Linked DNA regions of Manis pentadactyla: region 2 is linked to region 1. The links are chromatin contacts, called in public Hi-C maps. All regions are on one chromosome and are shown on one strand. The core of a region is the stretch at or near the end of the contact, and the rest is flanking DNA. Distances in the headings are between cores, read along the strand shown. Region 1 holds the start of EXOC3L2 (exocyst complex component 3 like 2). Region 2 holds the start of CLASRP (CLK4 associating serine/arginine rich protein).

Region 1 (6,767 bases), core at 1,909-4,408:
TTTGTCACCTCAACCCAGCTCTGTTCATTTTATCAGCACAAACTTACTGGGAAATGACCTCAACGAGGAGGTTAGGGGTTGCCCGGGCTGGCGCACAGGGGCTGGAGAGTGACCTCTTAATGGAAACAGTGTTTTCCTTTAGGAGAATGAAAATGTTCTGAAACTAGATAGTAGCAATTGTTGACAATGTGGCGAATGGACTAGAAGCCACTGAATCAAACACTGCAAAATGGTTAATACGGTGAACTTGATGCTATATATTTTACCACAACAAAAACAAAAGATTTACTAGGTATTTGCTGGCCTGCCTCTGTGCACTGGGGCACTGGGGACACAGCAGAGGCCAAGATGACCCAGTCCCTGCTTTCATGAGGCTCACAGCCTTCCAAGTCCTACTCGTCCCATCTCCCACGTCCCTCGTGTCCTCCCTGTCCACGGCCTCTGCTCCAGCCCCAGCCCTCTCCCGCTTCCCTGCTGCCTCCGCCCTGATCTCCAGCCTCTAGTGTTGGCCTCTTCAGTCCACTTTTGAGGACCTTGTTAAAGCACAAACTTTCTCTTAACCATCCATGGCCCCCCAGGGCCCTTGGGACAAGATTCAGTCCCTTTACCCGCCAGCTATGCACCTCATCAGGGCTTTCTCACAGTCTCCTCCCTACTCAAGGCTCTTCTGGGCTTCAGCATCTGCTGACCCTCCACGGGGAAGCCTAGTCTCCATGCTCCAGTCATGCTTTAGGACCCAACCCCAATGCCCCCTCCTGGGATGCCCAGTTGAGTCAGGTGCACGCTCCTCCCAGGACTCCCCCTTCCCGTGCCCTGCCCACTCTGCGCCGGCACTGTCTGGGGATGGGTCTGGGTCGCCACTGGACTGTGAGCTGTCTTGGTCACCACTGTGTCCTCAGCTCCCGGGGCAGGCACTCAGGGAATGAATGGGTGCCAAACAGGAAATGGAGGAAGGAGGCAAGGACTTCATTCCTGGTGGGGGAGGAGGAATGATGAGTCAAGCTAGAGAGGTCAACCAGAAGCAGCCCCTGCAGGGCCTTGGATGCCCCGCCGGGGGCCCTGGGCTTTCTCCCGGGGGCACTGGACAGCCACGGAAGGGTGCTTTTCAAAATGATGAAATAGTCCAAACATTCAGAGAAGTAGAGAGAACAAACTTAACAACCACCCACTGTGCCTACAATCCTAACTGCTCTAATCAAACATTCAATTCATTCTCTTTGGTTTGGAGCTTTTAAGAATCAAGCGCACAAAAGCACTAAAACCCCCTTAGCCGACCCTGAGCAGGCTCCCTCTCGCCCTCTCCCAGCGCAGCCCATCTAGAACTTGCGGTCCATCCATCCAAGCCGACTTTTACTCTGTGCCTATACAGACTTGCCTCCAAAAATAATATATTGTTTTACATTGTTTCTAACTCTATAAATGCTATGGCACTATGTTTTTTGTGGGACATAAACATTACATGGGAGATTTTTCCATGCCTGTCTCTGTGGCTCTAGTTGATTTATTTTAAGTGCTGCCTACTATTCCACTGTGTAACTGACAAAGTTGTGTAAAGTGTCAACCGTTCACATGCTCTCCTATGACTGGTTGTTTTGAACTGGGACAGGTTCTAAGCATGTGGGGGCAGAAAGGAGCGGATTCTGGGCAGGTGGGTGTGGGTGCATGGGAGCTTGGGGGGAGGCTGACGCTGCAGGTGCCCTGAGTTGGCTGGGCCACAGGCAAGATGCTCTTCTTTCCTGGTGGGGAGCCTCCTTCCTCCCTGACTTCAGCTTCTAGACCTTAGCTGTCATTTCTCAAGCCTCTGGTTCCTGGAAACATCTTCCAACTTCTCAGTCTCCATGGTCCCCTATCCCCCAGGGAGGCAGTCACCATGGCAACCCTTGCCTGGAGCCCCCCCGTGGCTCCAGCCCCACTCCCCCATACACATGCACACACCGTTCACCCACTGATTTCTGTCTTTCATCTTCCAAACTGGCTTCCATGTGCCTCAACCCCCAAATGGCTCCATCATCCCCCAGAACTGGTTCTAGCATCCCACCTCGAAAGAGGGGGCTCCAATTTCCCTCCCACTTAAGTCAACATTGCCCCAACTACATGTGACATTCTGTCAGTGGCTCCCACATCAACCCCCAAACTGGAATCCATGCTGCAAAACCATATCCGACACCCTCAGACCTGGCTGCAGCATTTTCCCAAAACTGATCCCGGCATTTTCCCTCTTCCTGGCTCTGCAAACTGGCTCCTATATCCCGCCCCCTCATCTGCCTTCCAGTGCCCAGCCCCTGACTCACTTCCGAGACAACCCTCAAGCCCCCAGCCTCCCAGCTCCCGCAGGATGTCTTGGCCGCCAGAGCTTCCCTTTTGGGGCCCCTCCTCCTCTTCCTCGATGCCAGCCTTTCCCCAAAGCCCCAAACCCTCTCCACAGGCACAGGCGGGCCCAACCTGTTTGCAGAAGTCATCGCCTCCAGTCACAGCGTTAGAGAACTGCCTTGCAAATTGCATGCCCAAGCCCGACACCAGCCAACACAACCGCAGTCCAGACCTTGCTCCCCAACAGTCCTGTCACCAGCCTTGCCTATTTCAAGCTCGTCCACATCTTCACTCCCAACCCCGTTCCCATTCCTGTCTCCTGCTCCATCTCTGTCGCAACCCTCGTCCCCTCTCCCATCTCCAAGACCCCTTCTCTGGGAGATAGAACAAAGCACTCACCCCTATTTAGCCTCAGTCTCCCCACCTGAACTCAAAGGGCATCAGCCCCAAGGCCCGTCTCTGCCGCTTCATCTCTCTCCTCCTTCGGTGAATCCAAACTCTCCACGCCCTCTCCCTCGCAGTCTCTCTGGATCCCCAAGAGTCCCCAAGTCTTCCCTGTCCCCTCATCCTGCCCCCATCCCCTCCTACCCTTTGGCTGGCACCCTCCCAAGTCAGGCCCTAGATTCCCCCTCTGCTGCAGCCACTCCAGGCTGCAGGGCACAGGTTCTCAGAACTCTTGTCCAGCCCAGATTCAGAGGGCCCCTGGGGGTAGAGGGTAGGGGGTCGTGTGAACCCTGCCCCCTCCTCCAGCACACTCACCTCCTCCGTAGTGCCTTGTCCCTCTGTCCCTGCGCTGGCGTGTCCTGAGGCTACTTCAGCCAGGACTGTGGAAAGCTTGGGTCTTGAGGGGGGTAGAGGAGGTCAATTTCCTGTCAGGAAACCCCTCCCTCTCGGGGCCAGGGGCGGGAAGGATTTGTTATCTGTCTGCCCTTTTAGGCCAGGCTGCGGTTGGTCTGGGAATGGTCTGGGAAGGACGGGCCACAGTCCGGCCCCCACCCTCACCCACACCCCTGGGCGGAATCAGCCCCCCCTGCCGGCTCTTCACGCCTCCCAAGTGACAACACCATCCTGGGCACCCTAGGAGACACCTCATACTGGATGTGTGCCCAGAGCTCTCTCCTGGGTTCCCTGATACGGGGTGAAGACATTGAGGAAGGTTCTGCTGGGCCCAGAGGCTGGGATGAGAGGCCTAAGGGGGTGACACCCAGCATGGCCCTGGAAGTGTGGTTCTCTTTACCTGAAAGCCCCTGTCCTCAGGTCTCTCCATGGTCCCTTCTTTCGGTAGTTATCCTGATCTCAGCTCCAGTGTCCCTTCTTGAAGGGGTACCCTGGCCAGCCACAGCATTAGGCCCCCTGCACCCTTCCCGCCCCCCAGGCACATGGCTCTGATTGGTCAATCCCTTTGTAGTACCTTCTAGAATCTCAAGGGATTGGATTCCTCTCTCTCCCTTGCAGAGTCTCTGACACTCCCACTTGGATATAAACTCAAAGCACATTTTGCTTACCTTTTTCATCTTCACATCCCTAGAAGTGTGCCTGGCACATAGTCAGAGCTCAATAAAGAGTTGTTAACTAATGCATGAATGTCGATAGATCAAAACTAAGCACTGGAAGTCGCAGACAGAGATGGGTGCAGTTGGGACTGGGAATGGGTTGGTATTGGTAAGGTTAGATGCAAGATTAGGGGTATTTTTTAGGCTCTGCGTTAGGTTAAGGAGGCTTCTCGGGGGCTCAGGCACAGCATCCCAGGCCCTGGGATGCGTGGTCACTTGCTTAGGCAAAGTTGGGGTTGAATTGGGGTTAGGGCCAGCACTAGGGTCAGGGACTGGGCTCAGGGTGGACTCCAGAGACATGATGGCTGGGAGAAATGGGTCAGAGGTTCAGATTCCAAGGTCTGAAGGCCTCAGTTCAAGGACTGGACTTGCCAGACAATGGTTTGTGGGGGAGGGGATGGTTGGGTGGCGAAGGATCAGGGAGGGACAGGCCTATGTCCTCCCCAGGTCAGCGTGGAGCCCTGGTAATCAGAAGGCACCCTGAGCTGGAACCAAGTGGCTTGTGATGAGCTGTGACCACTGTTCGTACTCTTTTTTTTTTAATTTAATTTTTTACTGACGTATAATTCACATGCCATAAAATTCACCCTTAATTTTAAAGTGTACAACTCAGTGGTTTTTAGTATATGCACAAGGCTGTGGCAGCCATCGCCACTAACTCCAGAACATTTTCGTAATCCCGAAAAGAAACTCCTGTGATTCGGTAGCAGTCACTCCCCATTCCTTTCTCCTCCCAGCCCCAGGGATTTACCTATTTTTCACATTTCATGTAAATGGAATCATACCAAGGCGGTCTTCTGTGTTGGGTTTCTTTTGCTAAGCACAGTGTTTTCAAGGTTCATCCACATTGTGGCCTCCCCCTCTTTAAGCCTCAATCCCCTGGTGGGGGAAGTGGGGTGGGGGCAGTACTGGGGATGGGGTGAGGTGGGCTTCCAAGTTTAGGAAGGTGGTCTGCTGCTCCCGTGTGGTGCCTTGGAGAACTGCAGTTTTCTGTGCAAGGACTGGGAAGGGATTGGTGACTCAGCCCGCTCAACCCATCTCCACGACCCCACTCCTCACCCCGCAGAGCCCTTGGGCTCTCAAAGCTTCTAGAACACCATTCTGAATTCCTCCCTCTCTGCCTCCCACCATTCCTAAGACTCCTTGAGCCCCATTTGCTGAATAATAATAGTAATGTCACCCACTTAAGAAGTTCTAATCTGTTCTATGTGAGGCACTTCACTTCTATAGTCTCATTAATTTTTTGCAGACTGAAGTTGCTACTATTATTATTCAACGACAAGAAACCACAGTGGTTAGGAGCCCAGGTTCTGGAGTTTGGAGGCACTTGGATTCAAATTCCAGCCTTGCTTCTCAGCAACATGTGATTTTTCTTCTTGAGCCTCTGTTTCCTCATCTGGAGTTGATAATGATGGTCCAAACTCATGGGGTGGCAGAAAGGATAAAGTGCTCAGAGGCTGGCACGAAGGAAGCCTCTGTGAGTCTATGTAGCTGGTAGTATCAACCAGCAATGTGATATAAATGTTTAACAACTAGCTCTCTGGGGGATGAGGGGTGGGGAGCCTTGATTTGTAGCATTTGCCAATTTCCAGGGCATAAATATTCCCACCATGGCTAATTCAACCTACCAAGGTGACATCACTGAAAGCGTTTTTTGGGGGAAGAGACGTGTAGTAGGCCATTTTACAGTAGTTTCACTGTGCAGATACCATAGATGTAAATAACCTTAGGATCACAGGTAATAGCAAAATGCAGTAAAATAATTAGGATGTGATGAGGATTTATTACCTTTGTTGTAAATATAATTTACTTAATTGTATGTTTGCATCATTTAATTTTTAATACTGGCAGTTTAACAACCAGTTTTAAAATTCCTGAGACTTTAACAGTCGGCTCCAACACTCTGCTGTTATCATCACACTCATTTTACAGGAAGGAAAATTGAGGATGTGGAAGATGGTAGACAGACAGGGACAGGTCACGGACTCCATCCAAGGGCTGGGTAATTTTGGGGCCAGGACTGTGCAATGCCCCTCTTTCTTTCATTCCTGGTCTAGAAGGCGTGGAGGGTCCCCACAGCACTGTGTGACCTCAGCAAAGCCCTTGCCCTCTCTGGTCTCATTTTGCCCATCTGGAGAGCAGCCGTGCCCTGCAGGTGGTTACCTGCATAGAGTTCCTTTGCATTTGCTTCAGCCTGGCCAGGAAGGCAACAGGCAGGAACTCCCGCCCCCCACTTTATAGATTGAGAAACTGAGGCCCAGAAAGGGCAAATGCCTGCCCTGACCACATAGCTGGACAGAAACAGTACTCAGACCCTGGCTGAGGTGCAGAGGACAGGAGACTGCAGCCCACAGCCTTGGGGTCCAGAGTTTTCAGGGAGGAGGGAGGCAGCATTGCTGGAGAGGTTAGCCACCCTTCTGCAGCAGCTCTGCCCAGCACACCGTGCACCCAGCACCCTTAGCTCATGTCCCCAAGAGCTTCCTGGGCCCCATGCCTGGGGAAGGGTGGGCCAGGCGGGTGGGAGAATGTGGACCGCGCCATCTGCCTGGTTCTCCCCCTGGGCGCTTCTCTGCACTGTCTCCATTCCCTTTACAAGTCTCTGTGTCTCCTCTCTGCGTATCTCTGTCTCTTTCCGTCTCTCTGTCTCTGCGTGTGGGTCTCTCAGTCTTTGTCACTCTGTGTCTGTGTTCTCTGTGTATCTCCCAAAGTTTTTTTGTGTGTGTCTTTCTTTCCGTCTTTCTCTGTCTCTTAGTCCTCTGGCTCTTTGCATCTCTTTGTGCCTCTGCATTTCTCTCGGCCTCTGTTTCTATCTCTTTGTGTCTCTTTTTGTGTCTATCTCTGCGTCTCTGGCACTCTGCCTTGGCGTTTTTCTTCTTTTCCCTTCGGGTGAGTCTCTGCCCTTCT
Region 2 (6,767 bases), core at 1,797-4,296, 170 kb before region 1:
CCTCAGACCCCCATGGCATCGAGAGCAAACGGCGGAGGAAGAAGCCAGCCTTCCTGGACCACTTCCTGCCCAGCCACAGCTCAGGTGGGTCCGACTCAGTGCAGGCCCCTGCCGCCTGGGGTGGGCTGAGGGTGAACTGAAGCCCTGCTTTGCTGGCCTCTTCAGGCCCCCCACCAAGAACTCCCCCAAGGCCAGTGACTCACCACTTAGCCAGCAGCAGAAAGTGGAAAGAATAAATGGTTCTGATACAGAGTCTGCAGGCTCTGATGTCCACTGGGCCATTTACTTGCTTTGTGACCTTCACCAACTTGCTCCACCTCTCAGAGCCTCAGGGGCTCCTCTTGAAAGTCTCCTCACATAACCTGCTTCACTGGCATTTTAAAATGTATGTATTTTTATAGACACTGTATCCCAGGCACATAAGTGTTCTGCGGATGTTTTCTCATTGAATCTACAGTCACCTGTGAGGTGGGTGTTATCTCTCTCTCTCTCTCTCTCTCTCTCTCTCACACACACACACACATTTTACTGGTGAAGAAACTGTGGCCCAGAGAGGTGAAGTCTCTTACCTGAGGTCACACAGCTAGCCTGTGATGGGGAACAGGGAGTTGCACCTGGGCATATGTATCTTTTAATGATGAAACACTAACAGGTAGCAGGGAGATGGTGGATGAATGGAGGTGGTTGTCAGAGCCAGCCAACCACGAATTCAGAGCCTGTCTCTAGTCCAGCCACCGTCTGGCCTATCCTATCCGACTTCACCTCAACTCACATGCCAGCCTTCAGTGTCCATGAACTCCAACTCTATCTGGCTGCCATCAGAAGTAGCCTCCCCACCCACTGATCACTAGCTCTGAGACCACTGCCCCCAATACCCCAGCTACCTGAAGTCTCGCAGCTCCCAGCCAGGCTCCAACCACTCAGTCTACCCAGCCTGAACCACTCCAGTCAGGTCCACCCTGGGGGTGTAAGGTACCAGCTGTTGTCCCGGCAACCCACTACAACTGGTAACCAATGCCCCAAAGCTCCGCCCCTAGCAACCACCAATCCTAGCTCACTTCTCCACCTTCAATTTCCCAACCCCTCCTCAACATCATCCCTCACCCGTTTCCCAGTGTCTTAAGTCTCACTGGGGCAAAACTCTCTTGGCACTACAAAGATTATAATGGTTAGAAGCATAGCCTCTGGAATCAGACTGGGTTTGAAATTTTGAGGCCACAATTTAGCCACTGTGTGTGACCTCTTTGGGCCTCAGTTTACTCATCTGTCATACGGACCTTTTAGGGTCCTTTCTAGAATTTAGTGAGGTCATGGTTATCTAGCACAGTGTCTGGTACAGAGTTAGTGCTCAGGAGGTGTTAGGAACTTTCCAGAAATCAGGAATACCACCTGCATTTGTTATGATCATATTTTACTATGTTCATAGCAAAACTGAAAATAACAGGGGTTTCAAAAGAATAGAATTTATTTCTTTTCTCACATAAACACATTCCAGAGGTAGTTGTCCAGGGATGGTTTGGGGGCCATATGATCATCAGAGACCCAAGCTCCTGCCATTTTCAACTTGTATCTCATGGTCCAAGATGACTGCTGCAGCTCCAGCCATCATGCCTACATTAAAGCCAGCGTAACTTAGTCAGATGTCCACATTAAGTTGTAAGGAAATAGCATCTGGGAAAATAGAGGCTGGGAAATAGGGTCCAATAGCCCTGGGTCTCTTTATGAGACACATGTAAACAGCCTTTGTTGGTGAGGTTTTTCTTGCTTCAGAAAGAGAGATTCTCCTATAATGACACATTTTACCTTATGATTTGGGTCTCACTTGGGTCTCCCATGGTGTGAATATCACTTTTGGGGTTGTCTCTGTATTTTGGGGGTCTCTTGAGCTTCCTCTCCTTCCTCATTTTGGGGAACTCCCCTGCACTGCAGGAGCATGGTTTCAACCCTGGTTCCACAACCCCACTGCTGTATGTAATTGGTTGTTTTGCCTCAGTTTGCTTATTAAATGAGAATGGTGATAGTTCTTGTTCAGAGGTTCTCCTCGGGATTAAAGGAGGCCAACACTGATAATGCGCTTAGCATAGGACAGGGCATTCCACTTTAGGACCTGGCCAGGAGTTGACCCTGAAGCCCACCATACTTCCTTCTCTCTTCTCAATCCAGCAGGCCCTTTCCTCCCCCCGTCAGCCCTGCTGCCAGACACAGACTTCTTCCCTGGCACCGTGACCGTCCCTGGCCTGGAGCCCCCAGGCGGGCAGGATCTTCTGGAGGATAGCTTTGCCTACGATGACGCCACAGCCCCCACGCTCTTCACCATGCTGGACATGCTGGCCCCGCCACCACTCGCCAGCGCTGTCGCAGGCAACGGGGCTGTAGGGGCCTCAGCTGGGGAACCTCCCGGCCCCGAGCCGCTGACGCTGGACTCATACCAGGCCCCGGGCCTCGGGGACGGGGGCACTGCCAGCCTTGTGGGCAGCAACATGTTTCCCAACCAGTACCGCGAGGTGGGTTTTGGGGGTGGCCTTCTGTCTCCAGGGCCTGAGGCCACGTAGCCCCCGCGGCGCTGGGTGAGGAGGGAGGTGAGGAGCCATGCAAACTCATCCAAGATGTCCAGCACTCCCATCGCCTTGGGCCGCCCTTGGTGAGTCTTCCGATCTCCTGATCCTTCTGAATCGAACATTTTCAGCGCTGACGAAAAGCTCCGTGGCGTCGCTTTCCCCTGAGCCCATTTTACAAATGAGAAAACTGTGTGGGGAGGAAAAGGGGCGTGGCCCCTGCGCCGGCTTGTCACAGCTGCCTCGGCTCCGCGAACAGGGGGCACCTCCATGCAGATTCTGAAGAATGTACATATGGGAAGAGGGTGCACATCCCCAGCCCTCCTTTCCCAGGCTTGAAGTTGGGGGTAGGTCGTTCAGTCTTCCCAATAAAGATTAATTTTTGAGCCTCGGGAGGTCTTGTCTCTTTTTCGCTTGGGAAACACCCCCGGCCCCTAAAGCCCAAAGCGTCCAGGTTCTCCTGCGCTCAGACGTTCCCTCCGCCCCCGCAGGGCCCGCCCCTCGCGTCAGCGGAAGCGCGCTCCGCCAGGCTCCACCCCTCCCCCTTCGCGCGGCCTCCCACTTCCGCTTCCGGTGCGGGCAGCGCGCGAGCGCGGCGGTGGGAGGCGACGACTAGCCGGTGAGTGCGGGTGAGGGGCCCAGACCTTCTGGCCTTTGGCGGGCGTCAGCCCAGTTTCCTCCTTCCCTCGGCCTCTCCCCGGGATGCTGTGAGCCTCTGTGCTCGGCTCCGAGGTCTGCCCGTCCCGCACCCCTCCGGCGCGCCCCTGCCCCCGCCGTGGGCCCGAACTCGCCACGTCCAACCCGGCCGCCTGCCACAGGTCCCGCCCTCTTGTCAGAAAGCTTAGCCGGAACCCTCAGGCCCAGGCCCGGTCCCGAGCCCTGGCCAGACCCTCGAGCTTCGCCCCGGTCCGCAAGCCTTGCCCCTAAGCTCGGCCCCCCTCCTCCCGTCCGCCAGCTCCGCCTCCCTCAGGCTCTGCTCCGTTTGTTAGCTCCCCCACCCCCAATTCAGATTCCTTGAGGAATCTTATCCCGCTCTGGGCTCTCCTTTCAGCACTCTCCCGGGTTCCCCTCCCACAAGCATCGTCTTCCATCCACGCCCTTCACCTGGCCTCGACCCCCACTTCCAAACCTCTTTTCTGTTCCTATGAAATTTTTCTCTTCTTCTCCACCTGCTTTCATCTTCATCCTCCTGCGAGCCGTACCCACCCTCATGGATGGCCCCTGGTGGGAGCCATTTCAGGTCTTCCTTCTCTTCTGAAGTACTGTCCCAGCTGCTCGGGTCTGCCTCCATACATGACTTGAAACACTCCCTCCTTACATTCCAAAACCCTTCATCCTTGATTCCAGCGCCTGAACCCAGAACACTCCTTTCCCAGGGTTGCTCACTCCAGAATCACCTGGGGAGAGGGGTTCAGAATGCCTGAGGTACTGGATCAGAGTTGCCAGGGATAAGCCTGAGCAGCTGGCACACAGCTCTGCAGCCTCACTTCCCCTCCCTGGAGCTGGTGTTTAGGATCAGCTCTGTCACCATCTTGTCAGCTGACTTCGATTCTGCTCATACGGTTTTTACAGACCATCTGACATTCTCTTCCCCTCATCCCCCAGGTTGAGGCCCCACGCTTGGCCTCACCACGATGTGGCACGAGGCTCGGAAGCATGAGCGGAAGCTTCGAGGCATGATGGTCGACTACAAGAAGAGGGCAGAGCGGCGGCGGGAGTACTATGAAAAGATCGTGAGTAACCAGCCTTTAATCTGGGCTGAGCGCTTCCTGGAGGGTGGATCCCTGGTCATCCTGTCAAAAGGTAGGCTTGGAAGTATGCCGAGACGGGAGCCCACTTTCCTCAGGAGAATATTCATTCATTTCTTGATCATAGTCATTGGTAAAAACAGGAGGCATTCCGTTTGTTACAGCATACTGTGTTGTTTGGTGTGGCTTCACAGTACAGAGCTGGTGTTAGCAGGAAGGAGGAAAGTCTTTGTAACACTCAGGGCAGTCTAGACATAAGACTGGCCACCTCCAGAACGTTGTCTGTCTTGCTTATTGCCGTATTGGTAGTGCTCCAAAGAGCTCTGCCATTGAGGTTTGCTTAGCACACCAGTCCAAAGGAGTGCCATCAATATTGATTAAGTGAATTCTGACCACTTTCTTTTCCCATTTGGTGCTTTGATACTATATTGCTTTTGGAGAGAAGACTATACTCCATCTGTGACCTAAAAGGCCCTTGTGGTCTGGGCTCTACTGGCCTCTCAGTTTCATCCTTCAGTAGCTCCATTGGCCTTTTTCCCTGTCTCCACTACCACAGGGCATTGTGCATATAATGCCTCTCCTCACCTATTTAAATCCTTGTCCTTGAGACCCCAGCTTGAAATGGCATCCGGGCACTAGGTTCTGTTCTCCTGTTAGGTACGTGTATAGACACTCACATTTTCTACTTCATCACTGCCCCAGTCTCCTCCCTGGTCTCCTGGCCTACGGTCCTGTCCCCTCCAGTCTACCCCCATCAGAGGGGTCCAGAGAGGTCTTTCTAAAGCACAAAGCTAACCCTGTCCCTCCGTTGTTCAGAACTCCTCCATGGAGTGATAGAAAGCCCAGGCTCCTCAAAGCAGCCTTCAAGTCCCATCATGGTCTGCCCCCTCCTACATGCCTGCAGTCAGCTTAGCAAAAGGGCAGAGCTGGCATTCTAACCCAGACTCTCTGACCCTTGACCTCTCAGCTCTTTACCTGGGCTTTCTGTGGCAGACACAAGTTCAGAAAGGTGAAGCGACTTGCCCAAGGTAACCCAGGCAGGAGGCAAAATACCAAAATAGTTAGGTCCTTAGAGTTTGGAGTCTGGACTCTGGGTTCAAATTCCAGCACTTCTACCTAAATACAGTGTAACCTTGGTGAGTGAGTGTCTCCCTGAGCCTAGTTTACTCTGCCTGTGAAATGATACATCATGTAGAGTCAGGTTTGGTTGTGAATAACAGAGACATAAAACATCAGCAGCTTAAACAAGATAGAAGTTTATTTCTTTTTCACACAAAAGCCCAGAGGTGGCCAGTTCTTCGGGGATTCTCTTCCCAGTGTTGTCTCAAGGTCTAAGAAGGCTGCTCAGGCTCTAACCATCATGTCTTCATCCAGCAGGGAGGAAGGGAGGAGAAAAGTGCAACAGGTGCTCATGCCAGTGGTTAAGAAAGTTTCTAGATGTTTATACGTAACACTCCTCTCATATTCCACTGGCCAGAAAGTAGTGCCCTTCTCACATACAGCTGGAAGGAAGGCCAGGAGGCATAGACTTTATTCTGGGTGGACTGTGTCAGATGTGTTAGAAGTCCTGTGACTATTGAAGGAGGGAAAGTGGATGTTGGTTGCCACATAATAGCCTGCTGCAAATCGTAGGGGACAATACACCTACGATTGTTGAAGGGCCATTTGAGTATCCATTGAGATTGGGCACATAGACCGCTAAGTATAGGGGTAGCTGGCTCAGTAAATGCTAGCTCTTGTTGTTACTGAGAGTATTACCAGGTAGAGCTAGAATTTGCATCCGGGTCAGTGGCTAGTATAGAGGAAAGAAGGCTGAAGTTGAGTCGCTTGGAAAGCCTGGGCTTTCAGGCTCTTGGCCTTGTTGGCAGGGGGGCTCCCTCAGTTTTATTTTTGCCCTTGGGACAGTGGTGATGACCCACCCCTCTCACTGGGTGATGGGGAAGAGCTTCAAGAACAAGAACAAGTTCTGGCGAGCTGTGTGGTGCAGGTCCGTACAAGCAGCCATTGTTCCCATACATGAACGTGACCTGCGTTCAGATGCAAGCTGCCAAGCTGTGGTCAGTGGCTGGGGGCTGCTTTGTGGAGGGGGAGGGCTGCTCACACTGGTCGCTCATCCTTCTGGGTGAGAGAAGAGGCTGTGCTGCCGTGGGGGCAGGTGCCGAAGAAGCCGAGGTAAACTGTGGCAGGCTGGATGGGTGTGTGTTGGTAGAGCTGGCTTTTAGGCTCCTATTTGTCCTTGGTGTCTGCTCCTCCTTAGTTTACCTGGTCCTGTCATTGCTCCTATTTCTTCTTTAATCCGTGGTTTAGGTAAAGAGTCAGACTTCCCTGTTGATATGAAGTTGGGAAATGAACAGGTATCAGCTCAGATGTCTCCTCCAGGAAGCCCCCCAGGAAGCCCCAGGCTGACACCCCCTCAGCTGAGTCAGGCACCCCCTTACCTCCATCCAGCGCAGGTCACTCTAGG

The links. A called contact is a pair of places that touch in the nucleus more often than the background predicts.
Region 2: a Hi-C map of fibroblasts shows a contact between it and region 1, with 2.4 times the contacts expected there. The contact joins the promoter of CLASRP here to the promoter of EXOC3L2 in region 1.

What each region holds. Positions count from the first base shown.
Region 1 is chr15:4,021,220-4,027,986 of mManPen7.hap1, reverse strand. It overlaps EXOC3L2 (exocyst complex component 3 like 2), which reads right to left and starts at 3,158. Exons shown (of 12, transcript XM_057492920.1): 1 at 3,066-3,158.
Region 2 is chr15:4,186,802-4,193,568 of mManPen7.hap1, reverse strand. CLASRP (CLK4 associating serine/arginine rich protein) reads left to right here and starts at 3,046. Exons shown (of 21, transcript XM_036885689.2): 1 at 3,046-3,174; 2 at 4,161-4,288. The coding sequence starts at 4,190. It overlaps RELB (RELB proto-oncogene, NF-kB subunit), which reads left to right. Exons shown (of 11, transcript XM_036885755.2): 10 at 7-84; 11 at 2,167-2,948. The coding sequence ends at 2,552.